2 separate regions of the Mus musculus genome follow, and region 2 is linked to region 1. A link is a contact called in public Hi-C data. All regions are on one chromosome and are shown on one strand. Each heading gives the region's core, a stretch centred on a gene start, on an enhancer-like site or on the middle of the called end of the contact. The rest is flanking DNA. Distances are from core to core; before and after follow the strand shown. Region 1 holds the start of Pxmp4 (peroxisomal membrane protein 4). Region 2 overlaps Chmp4b (charged multivesicular body protein 4B).

Region 1 (7,380 bases), core at 2,203-4,702:
AAAGGGCTTACCAAGAGATCGCATACATGAAGACTTTTGCCAAACCCAATTGTTTCCAAACACTCCCAATGCTGGGCCACATGTCACAACTCAGGGACTGATTCTCTGTGTAGTTGTAGGTGACATTTCTAGTAGCTTTGCTTAGTTCTTTTCCAAAATTTTCTCTCCCTCTCTCCCCCTCCCTCCCCCCTCCTCACACGCAGCCACACATACCGGTGAGAACTGAAAGGGAACAAGAGATTGTGACAGGGTCCCATGTAGCCTAGACAGCCTCAAAGTCACTGAAGCTGAGCGTGACTTTGAACTCCTGGTCCTCCAGCTTCTGCCTCTCAAGCGCTAGGATTACTAATTTGATATATTAAGAATTATCCCTGGGGCTGCGTGGTGGTAGCACACACCTTTAATGCCAGTAATCTGGAGGAAGAGGCAAATGAACCTCTGAGTTTGAGGCCAGCCTGCTTGACAGATGGAGTTCTAGGACAGCTAGGGTTATATAGATAAACCCTGTCTCACATTAAAAAAAAAAAAAATCCTGGGGCTGAAGAGATGGCTGTTGCAGAGGACACAAGTTCAGTTCTCAGAGATAGCTTTCAATTTTGTGTTCAACATTATTTCTTAAAAGTCTGTGCCAGGAGCTGGAGAGATGGCTCCGCGGTTAATAGTACTGACTGCTCTTCTGAAGGTCCTGAGTTCAATTCCCAGCAACCACATGGTGGCTCACAACTATCTGTAATGAGATCTGACACCCTCTTCTGGCGTGTCTGAAGACAGCTAGTGTACTTACATATAATAAATATACCTTTAAAATTTTTTTAAAAAAAAGTCTGTGCCTGAATTACAATCTTTATCATCTGTGTTGATCTACTGATTTTTTTTTAGCATCTCACTGGAATCCTCTTATCTTTGATGACAGGCCGGTCATCCACCTGTGGATTCTATTGTGGGGTCTCTGGATCCCAGGATCCTAAAGCAGATGTGCTGTTTTCCACCGTGCTTTGAGACAAGGTGTCATTGTGTAGCCTTGGCTAGCCTGAAGCTCCTCCTCCTGAGTGAGCCTATTCATAGCGAGCACTAGGCTGTCACACACCCCAACAAGCACTTTTGGGGGGGGTTCCAGGAATCCCAACTCAGGCTCTCAAGCTGTCAAGGTGAACGCTGTCACTTTAGCCAAATCTCCACCCCTAAGTCCGACACAAGGGTGTGGGGGCATCAATTATCTACCATGCATAGCTTGAGGAGTCTTCCTTATTTTTATACTGAGGAAAAGATTTCCAGGGACTGGAGAAGATCAAAGGCTCAGCAGTTAGGAGCATAGACTGCACCTGCTCAGAACCTGAGTCTGGTTCTTAGTATCCAGGTTGGGTGGCTCGCAAATGACTCCAGCATCCCTGATCACCACCATCTAAACAGACACACTTAACAACACTGAAAATAAAAATTTTAAAAAAGAACAAGGTGGGCGTGGTGGCAAATGCCTCACTAGGGTCTTTAGGATAGCCCAGGCTGGACTGAAGTCCATGATCTTTCAGCCTCTGCTTCACCAGGACTGAGATTACAGATGTGCACCCCCACAGCTGGCATAGCTTAAGATTTCTGACATACTGAACCCCACTCTTCAGGGTGCAGAAAGTCTTATCAGCCACACTGTCCAAGAAAGAGCTTTAAAAAAGAATCCCCCTTTCCTTTTTCTTCAACTGCTGTGTTTGACTCTGAAGCAGCCTTTTTCTGGCGTTCCTTGGGGTAATGGTTATACAATGATTTCTGTCACATTAGCCTGGGAGGTGAAACCCTTTTGGTTGTTATTGTTGTCGTTTCCCTAGGGGGCCATCTCTGATTGACTCAGAGGGTCTGCTCTAAGCCTCCTGGACTTTTACTCTTGCATCGCATGCCCTGTGTGGTTGACAAATTGAAATTCACAGGGTCAATATTTGCCAAGGTTCTCTGTCATGAGTGGCTTTGTTTCGCCAGTATCTGAGCCCTTTTGTTAACTATCTAGTTACCAGTAACTGAGCCCTCTTGTTAACTATCTAGTTACCAGTATCAGAGTCTTCTTGTTAACTAGCTACCAACTTTCACTCACACTTTTTCATTCCTCACACTTTTAAGCATCTCTGAGTTTATAAGAGGATTGTATAACTAAACATATTGGGCTTATTAGCTATCTATTAACAGGAATCCATGAAGATTTACCCATGCTATGACCATAATCGACAGTGGTCTTGGTGAGTGGGGCCTTGGATATACAAGTGCCAGGACAGACACATTGCTGTACGGGCCTCAGTCGTCATCAGGTGTCCCAGGTCTTGACAGAACTTGATGTGAAGACACTTGGCCAAACCTGGCTCCATTCTTTCTGCCCATCTTTCTTGTCTTCAAGTCAGGGCTGTGATCATATGTTTTGTGCAATATTCTGGCAGTGGTACTTTGTTATCTTTACTGCTTCTGTACACTTGTGTTGGGTACTGGGGTTACAGCAGAAAATAAGACAAACAGCTTTCTGGCTCCAAGAACCCAATAGTCCACGTGAAGATTGACATTGAGCAAGTAGTAAGTAATAACAATTACAATGTATAAAGAGTTCAATAGGGAAAAACAAAACAAAACGACAGAAAACTTGGACTAGTAAGTCAGAGCAACCAGTGCTACAGCCGGTGGGATATCCTGCAGGCTCCCCTGAGTAGGTGGTGCCACCCGAGCCAACACCTGCATACCGAGAAGTCAGTCATCGGAAGTACAAAGAATGTGCTTCAAAAAGGGAAATATCAGATGTAACTCCTTTGAAGCTGAGGGGTTCTTGGCATACTCAAGGAATGGAAACTAAGTCAGTAGACTAGAGAGAAGAGCAGATGTGAAACGGGAGGCAAAGACTGGCAGTCACGTAAGTAGGTCTGCTCCTGGGGGTGCCTGGGAGTTTGTATTTTAAAAATAAGTAGAAAAAGGTACCCAGCATGTGGGAGGTGGAGGCAAGGGGATCCTAGTTTAAGACTAGCCTGGGCTATAAGAGATTCTGTCTTAAAGCACCAAACGACAAGAGTGGCATGCAATTTCTGTCCTGAGAAGTTAGCTGTGATACTCGCTAGGCAATCGAAATTATCAAGTGTGACAAGTGACAAGTCCAACGTCACTTCCAAACACCACCCATTCCAACTCGAAAGAGAACAGCAAACCCCTCCCAAGCCCACAATTAAACAAACTTCTCCCTAAGAAAACTGCCTTCTCATTGGGCAAATCCTGCGTGAGACCTTCTGAGTCATGGTGATTGGTTACCGACTCTCCTTTCTCTTCCAATCAGACAGATATTTCGAAGAGTAAGCACTTCTCAGCCCATTGCAGACAAATGAGCTCTATGACTGGCTCTCTTCTATGATTGACGGCAGACTCAGCCTATGGACACAACGGCAGGGCGGGGCTCTCCAGTGCGGAGAGCTGTGTAGCCAGAGCCCAGGGCTGTCAGTTCTTGGCCAGCCAGGACCCTTGACCGAGTGCTCCGGTGCTATGGCCGCCCCACCGCAGCTACAGGCTCTTCTCCAGGCCGTCAACAAGCTGCTGCGCCAGCGCCGCTACCACGCTGCGCTGGCCGTGATAAAGGGCTTCCGGAACGGGGCTGTGTGAGTAGGGCCGCAGAGTGCGGCTGGAGCTAAAGGACGGGCCTAACTGGGGTCGCGAGTTCGAGGCCCGGGGCCCCTGAGCTGTGCTCTCTCTAGGCCTCAGATGTCTGTATATTTCAGTGCCCCGTTGGTGCAGCAGACGTAGGTTTCAGGGTTCCAGTCACCTTACCAGTCCTAAACTGGGGCTTCCTCTGTCTTGCTTCTAGGTCCTCTGTCCTTTCCAACCTGGCACTCTTGGCTTAGTTGCCTCCTCAGCACCTGTATCCCCTCATTGGGTCTAATTCATCTCATCTTACCTTGTCCCCTTTGGCCTACTTGGCTTCTGTGGCTCTGTATACACAAAAGAAACTGGACTTTGTCCTTTAGCAAGCAAGTGGTCACCTACTGCCTCATAGGTTCCCTCAGTAAAGTTCCTAACAGGTTCACATCTATATGTGACTTCACCTCACCCTTCATTTTCACTGGGGTCTCGTGAGAAGTGACAGTGATTGTATGTAAGAAAAAGTAGCTAATGTTTGCTAGGTAAATTGCTCTCCTTCCCTCCTAGGTAGGAGAGGAGATCTTGGGGTCGTTTTGCTTGACTGGTGCCCAGATGGGAGTTCCAGCCTCGTTAACCCTCATCCCTTAGCAGTTAGTGAGGGGCTGCTCTCACTGCGTGAGCAGTGACTCTCAGAGAAGAAACCAAAGTCTCTATCTCTAGGAGCTGGTAGCAGTGTGTGGCATGGTGGTGAGTATGTCAACTGCCAGGACTTAAAAAAACCTGGTGTCAGCTACCATGATCTTGATCTCGAACAAACCATTTTGGCTTTCTGGGTCTCACTTTCTAGAAAATGGGTCCCCCAGAGCACTTCTATACTGTTTGAGGATTGAGGCGATGTGTGAAATGGAGAGTACAGTCCCTGGTGTGTGTCTGTCTGTCCGCTGACGGATGTTGGTACAGGTACGCTGTCTGCCTGGCTCACGAACCCTTTTCAGATCACTGCTTCCTGTTCCTCACCCTCTTTCTCTATAGTACCTGTCATCAGACACTGGATGATCTTTTTCCTGGTCCATGTCTCTCATTAGAAAGTGTGCTCCAGGGCTGGTGAGATGGCTCAGTGGGTAAGAGCACCCAGACTGCTCTTCCAGAGTTCAAATCCCAGCAACCACATGGTGGCTCACAACCATCTGTAATGAGATCTGACGCCCTCTTCTGGAGTGTCTGAAGACAGCTACAGTGTACTTACATATAATAAATAAATAAATCTTTAAAAAAAAAAGATTTATTTAAAAAAAGAAAGAAAGGAAGGAAGGAAGGAAGGAAGGAAGGAAGGAAGGAAGAAAGAAAGTAAGTGTGCTTGTGCTTCAGCCGGGCGTGGTGGTGCACACCTTTAATCCCAGCACTTGGGAGGCAGAGGCAGGCCGATTTCTAAATTCAAGGCCAGCCTGGTCTACAAAGTGAGTTCCAGGACAGCCAGGACTGTACAGAGAAACCCTGTCTCGGGAAAAAAAGAAAGAAAGAAAGAAAGAAAGAAAGAAAGAAAGCAAGCTCCATCAGTCTAGGGTGGTGTACATCCTCAACACTGAAGATGCTGGGTCATCCTGTGCTACATTGTGAGACCCCGCCTCAACAACAGCCACAAAAAGAACTTCACAAGGATGGACATCTTTATCTAGATTGTCCTCTGTGTGTTCTGGTACTCGCTGTTATAGGCATTCAAATTCTCCTTTATGGATATTTGAAAACTAGGAATCACTCTTGTCTCTGCCTCGCAGATGGGTGGAATGTGATTTATGGGGGAGGTCTGTCGAGCTCTCCTGGTCACATCATGTCAGCATTACAGTCAGGATTCAAACTCAAAATGCATACAGAGTCAGGTAGAAATTGGGTCCTACTGAATCTGGCCAGGTCATATAGGACACTTTGACCAGGATGGGATGAACCCTAAGGTAACATTAGTAGCCTCTTTACCAGGTATGCACTGTACAAAGCAGGAGCTGGCCCCTGTGCCAAGCGTTGCTCAATATGGTCTTTGTACAGCTAACCCTATGACACTGTGTCTTCCTGTTCTCGGTGAACCTTCCCAGACAGTACAGACACTTTCTAAGGGTCAAGTGCTTGGGCTCTAATCCCAATGCTTTCGTTATAAAAGCTGGATTATTCTTTGTCTCTTCTGGTTTTGGTTTCCTCCTCCATAAAATTAAAACTATAAACTCAGCCAATCCTGGGTCCCCAAGGCGGGGATCTCAATACTTGTGAGTGGGACCAATGCTCTGACTCTCTTACAAGGACCATACATCCAAGGGGAAGTCTCACAAGCTAGTGTGACAAGGCTGAGCATGGCAGTGCACACTTGTTTTTGTTTTGTTTTTAAAGATTTATTTATTGGCCGGGCGGTGGTGGTGTACTCCTTTAATCCCAGCCCTTGGGAGGCAGAGACAGAGGCAGGCGGATTTTTGAGTTTGAGGCCAGTCTGGTCTACAAAGTGAGTTCCAGGACAGCCAGGGCTACACAGAGAAACCCTGTCTCGAAAACAAAACAAAACAAAACAACCCCCCCCCCCACACACACAAAAGGATTTATTTATTATTATATGTCAGTACACTGTAGCTGTTTTCAGATGCACCAGAAGAGGGCATCAGATCTCGTTACGGATGGTTGTGAGCCACCATGTGGTTGCTGGGATTTGAACTTCGGACCTTTGGAAGCGCAGTCAGTGCTCTTACCCACGGAGCCATCTCTCCAGCTTCTGGCAGTGCACACTTGTAATCATAAAGCTTTGGAGGCAAGTGGATTGAGAGTTTGAGGAGAGCCTGGGCTGAGTAGCAAGACTCTATAACAGAAAACAAAGCAAAGCAAAAAACAAACCCCCAAGAAACAAACAAATACCACACCATGCAAAGTAGTATTCAGCAATGCTTTTTAGGGGAGGTGGTGGTGACGTTCTGGAAGCCAAATTGGAGTTTTCCAGGGAGAAAATGGCATTCTAGGCATGGGAAGGCTTTCAACAAAGGCCTGGAGGTGAGAGAAAAGTGTTGTGTTTATGAAGAGTTGTGGTCAGTTTAAAGAGGCCAACCAGGATGACTGGGATGTTTGAACTTTGTGAACACTTTTAAAAAAAAAAAAGATTTATTTATTTATTTAATGTACGTGAGTACACTGTAGCTGTACAGATGGTTATGAGCCTTCATGTAGTTGTTAAGAATTGAATTTTTTTAGGACCTCTGCTCACTCGTCAACTCTGCTTGCTCCAGCCCAAAGATTTATTTACCCGCTGAGCCATCTCACCACCCCTTTGTGAACACTTAATTTGCACCGACTCGTTCACACATGTGGCTTGCCCTCACGTACAGTGTGCCTGCACATGTGAAGGTCCAAGGACTGTCTCACTGTCATTTCCTCCACTTTTTGTTTGAGAAAGGGTCTCACTGGCCTGGAATGTCACCAGATGGCTAGTTGGCCATCCACCTCCAAGATTCTCCACCTTTCATCTCACCGTTCCTTTGGATACAGGTCCCCAGCACTATGCCTTGCTTTTTACGAGGGTTCCAGGGTTTCCAAATTCAGGCCTTCACACTTCTAAGGCAAACACTTTACTGACCTAGACATCATTCTAACCTCTACCTTAATTAAAAACAAAACAAAACAAAACAAAAAACCAAACCAACTAACCAAACAAACAAACCAACAACCAACCAGGGTATCACTGTGTAGCGTAGGTTAACCTGAAAGCCAAGGTCCTCCTGTCTCAGCCAAACAGTTTCTGATACCACAGGTATGATGTAACACATC
Region 2 (6,795 bases), core at 1,213-3,712, 93 kb before region 1:
GCAGCATCCAGGCAGGCATGGTGCAGGAGGAGCTGAGAGGTCTACATCTTCATCTGAAGGCCGCTAGGAGAAGACTGGCTTCCACGCAGCTAGGACTAGGGTATTAAAGTCCACACAAAACAGAGACACACTTACTCCAATGAGACCACACCTCCTAAGAGTGCCACTTCCTAGCCCAAGCATATATAAACCATCACATTGCACTCCCTGGCCCCCATAGGTTTGTTTAAATATATGAGTCTATGGGGGCCATACCCAAACAGAGCATAATGCAAAATACATTTAGTCCAACTTCCAAGTCCCCATAGTCTATAGCAGTGTTAAAAGTCCAAAGTTCAAGGTCTCTTCTGAGATTAATCCCCAAAGCTAGACAGGAAACCAGCTGGGCAAACTCCAAACTCTGCATCTCCATGGCTGATGTCAAAGCAGTCTTCAGATCTCCAACTCCTTTTTCATCTTTGTTGACAGCAACTACCTTCTCTCTCCTGGGCGGGTTCCACTCTCTGTTAGCAGCTCTCCTCAGCAGGAAGCCCATGGCTCCGGCATCTCAAACATCTTGGAGTCTTCAAGGAAGCTTTAATGTTATAGCTCCTTGTTCCAATATCTGGGATCCACACATGATCTGGGCTGGTGCCACTTCTCCAGCTCTGCCCTCTGTAGCTCAGGTTGATCCACTCCACTGCTGGTGCTGTTCTTGGTGACCATGCCATGGTATTGGCATCTCCAATACACTGAGGTCTCCCACTGCAACTAGGTTTCACCAATAGCCTCTCATAGGCTCTCTTCATGGTGTCAAACCTCAACTCCTTTGCATGACCCCTTCAGTCCTGGGCCATCAACCACAATGAATGCATGAAGAAGGTGTTTTTCATGACACCTTCATGCCTTCAAAACCAGTACTACCCGGGTGACTTACACATTACCAAGTACAGCTGTAGCATGAATTACAACCTTGGCTATCTCTAGAACACAGCTTCTGTGCTCTTAGAAAACACTTCCCAGAAGATTTCACCTCAGTGATGCTGGTCTCTTCTTAATCGCCACTAATTTCTTAGCTCCAGCTAACCAGCATCAATTGTCCCAGTAATCACTTCTATTCTGGACTCTGAAGCCAGAGCCCCATGGCCGAAGCTGCCAAGTTCTGCTGCTTGCAGGAGCTGAAACATGGCCCCCTTGTTTCATTACATTATCACCAGCTTTCTGTTTCCCAACTCCTTCACTGCCTAAGCTTGGCTATCCTGGATCTTGCTCTGTAGACTGACCTTGAACTCAGAGATCTGTGTGGCTCTGTCTCCTGTCATGCTGGGATTGAAGGTGTACCACCATGCCTAGACTTAAGCTTTTCTTCACCTAGAACCTGCTCTGTTCAAGACTGGATGTAAAATCAGAGATCTGCTTGCCTTTGCCTCTTGGGATTAAAGGCTTGTACTTTGCTGTGTGGGATCTAGGCCCAAGGTTACCACACTCCCTTAATTCAATTTAATAATCCGTAAACACAAGATTCAGTTCCATTCCACTTTCTGGTGCCCCTTTAATACCATATATTTTGTATTTTTCCTTTCTAAGCTTACTAAGCTTGTTCAAAACGCTCTTCATAAGACTTAACAAGAGAACAAAGTCTCTGCTGGGCTTTTCTGAAATTTCCTTTGTCAATACAATTAATATAAATCTCTACCTTAGCCCCAGGTAGACTCTTCAAATCAGGGCAAAAAACAGCCACATTCTTCACCAAAATACCACAAAAACAGTCTCTATGCTACAAACTGATATTCTTCTCCTCTGAAACCTCTTGGGCCTGGTTTGCAGTCACTCTCAGCAAGTCTTCCATATTCCTACTAGGACAGTCCATTAAGCCCCGTTTAAAACATTCCACCACTTTCCAAATCCAAAGTACTGAAATCCACATTCTTCCAAACAAAAGCATGGTCAAGCAATACTTCAGTCCCTGGTACCAACTTTTGTCTTTAAGTTAGGGTTTTATTGCTGTGAACAGACATCATGACCAAGGCAACTCTTTTAAGAACAACATTTAATTGGGGCTGCCTTACAGGTTCAAAAGTTCAGCCAACTATCATCAAGGCAGGAGCGTAGCAGCATCCAGGCATGGTGCAGCAGGAGCTGAGAGCTCTGCATCTTCATCTGCAGGTCTCTAAGACTCACTTCCAGGCAGCTAGGACTCGGGTAGTAAAGCCCATGCCCAGCCCATGCCCATAGCCCACAGTGACACAAGGCCACACCTCCTAACAGTGCTACTCCCTAGCCCAAACACAGACAAACCATCAGACATTCTGGGACAGGAAAGTCCATCTCCTGCCTTAGCAGGGAACCCCAATAGACTCTTTTGTATACATCCCATCTCCCAGACTCCCTTGTAGTAGGAATGAGTCATGAGACACATGGCCCATGAGACCCAGAAATGACCTGTGTGTAGTCTTCTGGGATCCATTAACACAGGCAGAGGTGAAGCAAGGCCAGATGCTGATCCTCCCATTGTTTGCTCTGGAGCAGAGCGTGACCCAGGGTAGGGCCTGGACCAGAGGCGGCAGTTTAAGGGAAAGGCCCATGTGCCTAGGCAGCGCAGGAGGCAAAGCATTTTTTGTTTTGTTTTGAAGCAGGGTCTCTAAGCAGCCCTGTCCTGGAACTATCTATATAGGTCAGGCTGGCCTCGAACTCAAGTCTCCTCCCTCTACTTCCTGAGTGCTGGGATTAAGGGCGTATACCACGCTTGGCTGTTCTGGCTGCATTTAAGACAGTCTCACCACTACACACAACAAGCTAACCTTGAACTTGTTGTGGTCCTACTGCTGGGATTAGTTATGCACCATCACACCAGAAAGAGCTTTATTCTTGAGAACACAGTTGAGCCACTGAACCCTAACACTTCCATCGAGACTTCCTGTCCTGAGACCAACCTGCAAGTCCCCTCAAGGTGCTCTGTTGCATGTAAACTCAAGTTCCTACACAGAGTAGGTGCTAAAAAAACCAAACCAAAACAAAAAACCTGAGTGAATTTAGAGTAAGTATCATTTCTATGTGTTGGCTGTCTTCTGTTGCTTGTACCCAGAGTATCTAGTACAATAACATCTTTTCAGGCCTGAGAACTTCCTAAGCAAAAAAGAAAAAGAAAAAGGAAAAGAAAAAGGAAAAGAAAAAGAAAAAGAGAAAGAAAAAGAAAAAGAAAAAAAAAACTTCTAGACACTGGTGAGCACTATGCCCCACAGACCCAGGCACGAGGTATATGACTTGTAGAAATAAACACCCTTTTCTTGGAGGGAGCCCAGACAGCGCCCTGGTGTCTGTGCCCGTCAGAGCTGAGGGGAGAGACGTTCTAGGCAGCTGGAGAGACTCAAGAAAGGCTGCTCTGGTTTTCCCACATCAAAGGATGCTTGGGAGCCCCGGTCCTGTTGGCAGAGAGACCCTGGCAAGTAGAGCTTGTGACATTAGCCAAACCCAATCTCCCCCAAACCAGGCAATTTCAACTCAGGCATCAAGTCTCAATCATGAGTGTGGCAGCCAGGGTAGGAGCTGCTTCATTCAAAGAACACGAGACCTAGGGAGCTGTGGGGTAGGGACGGGAAGGGCTCCCATCAGTTCACTTTTGAACGATAAGTCTGGGGAAGGATTAGGAGACACAGCCATGTTGGAGGAGGTATCCCACTGGGGAATAGGCTCTGAGGTCTCAAAAGCCCACGCCGGGCCCAGTCACTCTGGCTCTAAAGTGTAGATTAGATGTGAGCTCTCAGCTACTGCTCCAAAATCATGCCTGCCTGCTGCCACGCTCCCGGATGCTATGATGGTGATGGAAACTGTAATCAAGTCCCCAATCAAATGTTTAAACGTTGACATGTGTCGGACTAAGACAGGAGAGTAGGCAGCTTGATCTGGGCACACTGAAAATAACAATATCCCATTGTGAACTCAGCCTGGTTTTAACCTTAGGACATTGAGAAGCTAGGGGAGTGGGGGTGACTTCTCAACCCTGAACTTGACATCAGGAGGAAGGAACACGTGGAGATCTACTTGACTGGAGGAGAGTGCCCAAAGCATCCGTCAGTTTCACAAGAGGGTAGAAGGATAAAGAAAAGTGCAGGGTGGAAGTGCTGGGCCAAAGATGCAGTGATTCTGCAGACGCAAATGGAGTGTGTGAGCATCTGTACATTGGTCCTCTGCCCACCACACGTCCTTGCTGTAGGAACACACACCACCTGACTGGGCCGTGTCTCACGAGGGCACCAGTTTCCACTAGACAGAGGCTCCCACAGGCACCGCCCTAGGTGCTGTCGGCAGACCGGAGGGAAGAGTCTGGGCTGCATAAGCACCATCTCTCTGACAGTGGACCCAGGCAGTCCCAGGCTAAGTGGGACCACAGCTCTGTGGCCTCCAGGATCTCTCGGTTTCTAGAAGATCCGTCTTCGCAAGTCCTTCAGGTTTCCCCAGAGGACCCTGGACAAGTGTTGGCCTGGAAAGGGTCAGCTCCCAGGGAAGGTGAGAGATTGACTGAACACACAGCGATATGAAAATTAAATCGAGATATTTAATAGACGGTGCAAACCATAATTTCATCTGAATATAAATGTATGCACACGTTTCCAATGAGCTATGTATCAATTATCACAACAGCAATGAGGACCTTAGAGCTACGTTAGAAAACTGGATAGCTGGAATTAACTCTAACAATCTTATTCGCTTGCAAGAGAACACATCCATTTCAGATCCGTGTCACAAACTCCAAAAGACCAGGGGGGACAGGAGTGACAAGGGCCAGGATGGTAGACATGGGGCCAGTACACAGGTGACAGACAGAAACACAGCTCTTGAGGGAACCAAAACTAGATGTGTTATTACAGCTAAGAACAAGGAAAAGCCTATCTATGGCTTTTAAAAAACGACTTTTCTGCCAGTACCGTACACATCTTACAGAGTGAGACACGTCAGCTGCAGGGCTACATTTCCAGTTCGCTTCAACTGCAAACGGCCGACCCTCCACAGAGGACGCAGCAGTGGGCTTAGCGCAGCCCAGCAACTCAGTGTTGGATTTGCAAATACAGTTTATTTTACAGAAATTCAACATTATAAACAGCAGGCACCTCCCCCCCGCCCCCCTCCCCCCACCCACCCCTGGGCACAGACCATGCTATGCGAGAGTGAGCAGTGGTGCGGCTACTGCTTTGGGTGAGAGCTGAGCGATGGAGGCTGCCTGCACCGCGTCCTGCCTGCCCTGCGCACGCACATGCCTGCCCGATGCACAGGCCACCAGAGTCCGTCTGGGCCCAGCCTCTGCTGGAACAGTTACATGGATCCGGCCCAGTTCTCCAATTCCTTCATGTCGTCATCTTCCTCTTCCTTCTTCTTGGCTGTGGATACAGAAAAAAATGCTCTTTGAAGCCTGGCTGGGAGCTGGAGCCATGCTTCTCTATGTGTATGTGTACGTGTACGTGTACGTGTACACACATACACACACACACACACACACACACACACACAGCCCTGTCCTGAGCGGAGACACACCTTCCACAACAACTCCCTTCAGCCCTCAGCAGGGGTGGCCACACCAGGTGGGACAGTTTCCACACTGAGCTCTAAGCTCCCAGAGCTGGGGAGACAGACAGGAGCTTCCCTCCCAAGAGACACAATCCTTGCCAAGCCAACTCCACATGGAGCTGCTGGAGCCTGCTTTGCTAGACTGCCTCCAACAGAGGAAGAGCCGCAGAAGAGCCAGGGGGCTCTCCTCTTTACCACGGCAGGGGGTGGGGTGGGAAGGGGGCTCTCCTCTTTACCACGGTGGGAGGAGGGGGGGAAGCGCCCTGTTCACACCCTGCTGCTGGCAGGCTCTTTTGCCACTCTAGTCTGGCAGTTCTGACTTTCTAGGAGCTGTGGGTGGAGCATCTCTGTGGGTGGAGCATCTCTGTGGGTGGAGCATCTCTGTGAGTGGAGCATCTCTGTGAGGAGTGAACACTGGGTTGGGGGGTGGGGGGGAAGAGGGAGAAAATGCAGGCAAGGAAAGAAATAGCGGTTCTACAGAAGCAGGTCTCCACCCAGCTAGAGCCGGTTCCCTCCCTGAGAACGGCATGGGCTCCTAGCTGGGGCAAGACTTAAGTTCACAGTACTGCACGGTGCCCACAACGAACCTGTATTTTGTTGGTTAAAAAAAAAAATCATTCTAGAACAGAGGTTTTTTTTTTTTTTTTTTTTCAAACTTTTTAAATTTAAAAAACAATTACATGGTTCCCCCATTCCTCCTCCCTCTAATCTTTTAACCTCCTTCACTAGAACAGAAGCTCTTAATTCCCACTCCCAACCCACACGGGACATGCAGTAATGCCTGGAGACACTGAGGGTGACACACCTCTGTGTGTCAGTGGCTGCTACTGGCATCTGGTGGGAAGTTGGGGGTTATGCTACAAGGCATCCCCACTGCTCCCCCAGACTTGTCTGACTATGTCGCCCGCACTGAGGTTAGGAAGTACTGCTCTGGAGAAACCCAGGGAACGTCACACAGCACTGGCACTGTGGCCAGCACCACACATGCTCTTTGGCTCAGAACCTAAACCGAAGTCAACTGACCATGACATCACCCCCTTCACATGGCACCAGAGTGTGTCCCAACTGTGGGCATACTCACCGGGTTTGGATGGTAGGGCTACGGAGGGGACATTTGGTAGAGGGACTGTTTCGGGCCCACTGATCTCCAACAAATTCTTGTCCAACTCCTCTTGTTCAAGTTCCTCCAACTCTGCCATGAGCTCATCCTGCAAAAGGAAGTGTGCTGGGACTGCAGCCACTCGGCCCCCTGAT

What was found. Hi-C and Micro-C count contacts between places; a contact is called where the count stands out from the background.
Region 2: a Hi-C map of the P5424 cell line shows a contact between it and region 1, with 1.8 times the contacts expected there. The contact joins the enhancer-like site here to the promoter of Pxmp4 in region 1. A contact is called at or near these places in 1 of 39 promoter capture datasets (macrophages), 4 of 484 Hi-C or Micro-C datasets (the G1E-ER4 cell line, the P5424 cell line, embryonic stem cells and 1 more), 1 of 115 datasets of contacts at active chromatin or transcription factors (embryonic stem cells) and 2 of 9 other capture datasets (adipose tissue and pancreatic islet).

The regions. Positions count from the first base shown.
Region 1 is chr2:154,599,745-154,607,124 of GRCm38.p6, reverse strand. It overlaps Pxmp4 (peroxisomal membrane protein 4), which reads left to right and starts at 3,452. Exons shown (of 4, transcript NM_021534.3): 1 at 3,452-3,608. The coding sequence starts at 3,496.
Region 2 is chr2:154,692,503-154,699,297 of GRCm38.p6, reverse strand. It overlaps Chmp4b (charged multivesicular body protein 4B), which reads right to left. Exons shown (of 5, transcript NM_029362.3): 4 at 6,623-6,749; 5 at 4,515-5,354. The coding sequence ends at 5,290. Among named protein-coding and RNA genes, the nearest start is that of 9030607L20Rik, 19 kb to the right of the region's middle. Within about 2 kb of position 2,462, at least 22 of the 459 cell types and tissues checked have an H3K27ac peak or open chromatin away from gene starts, as enhancers often do. A contact at or near this core is called in the P5424 cell line, where this site is marked.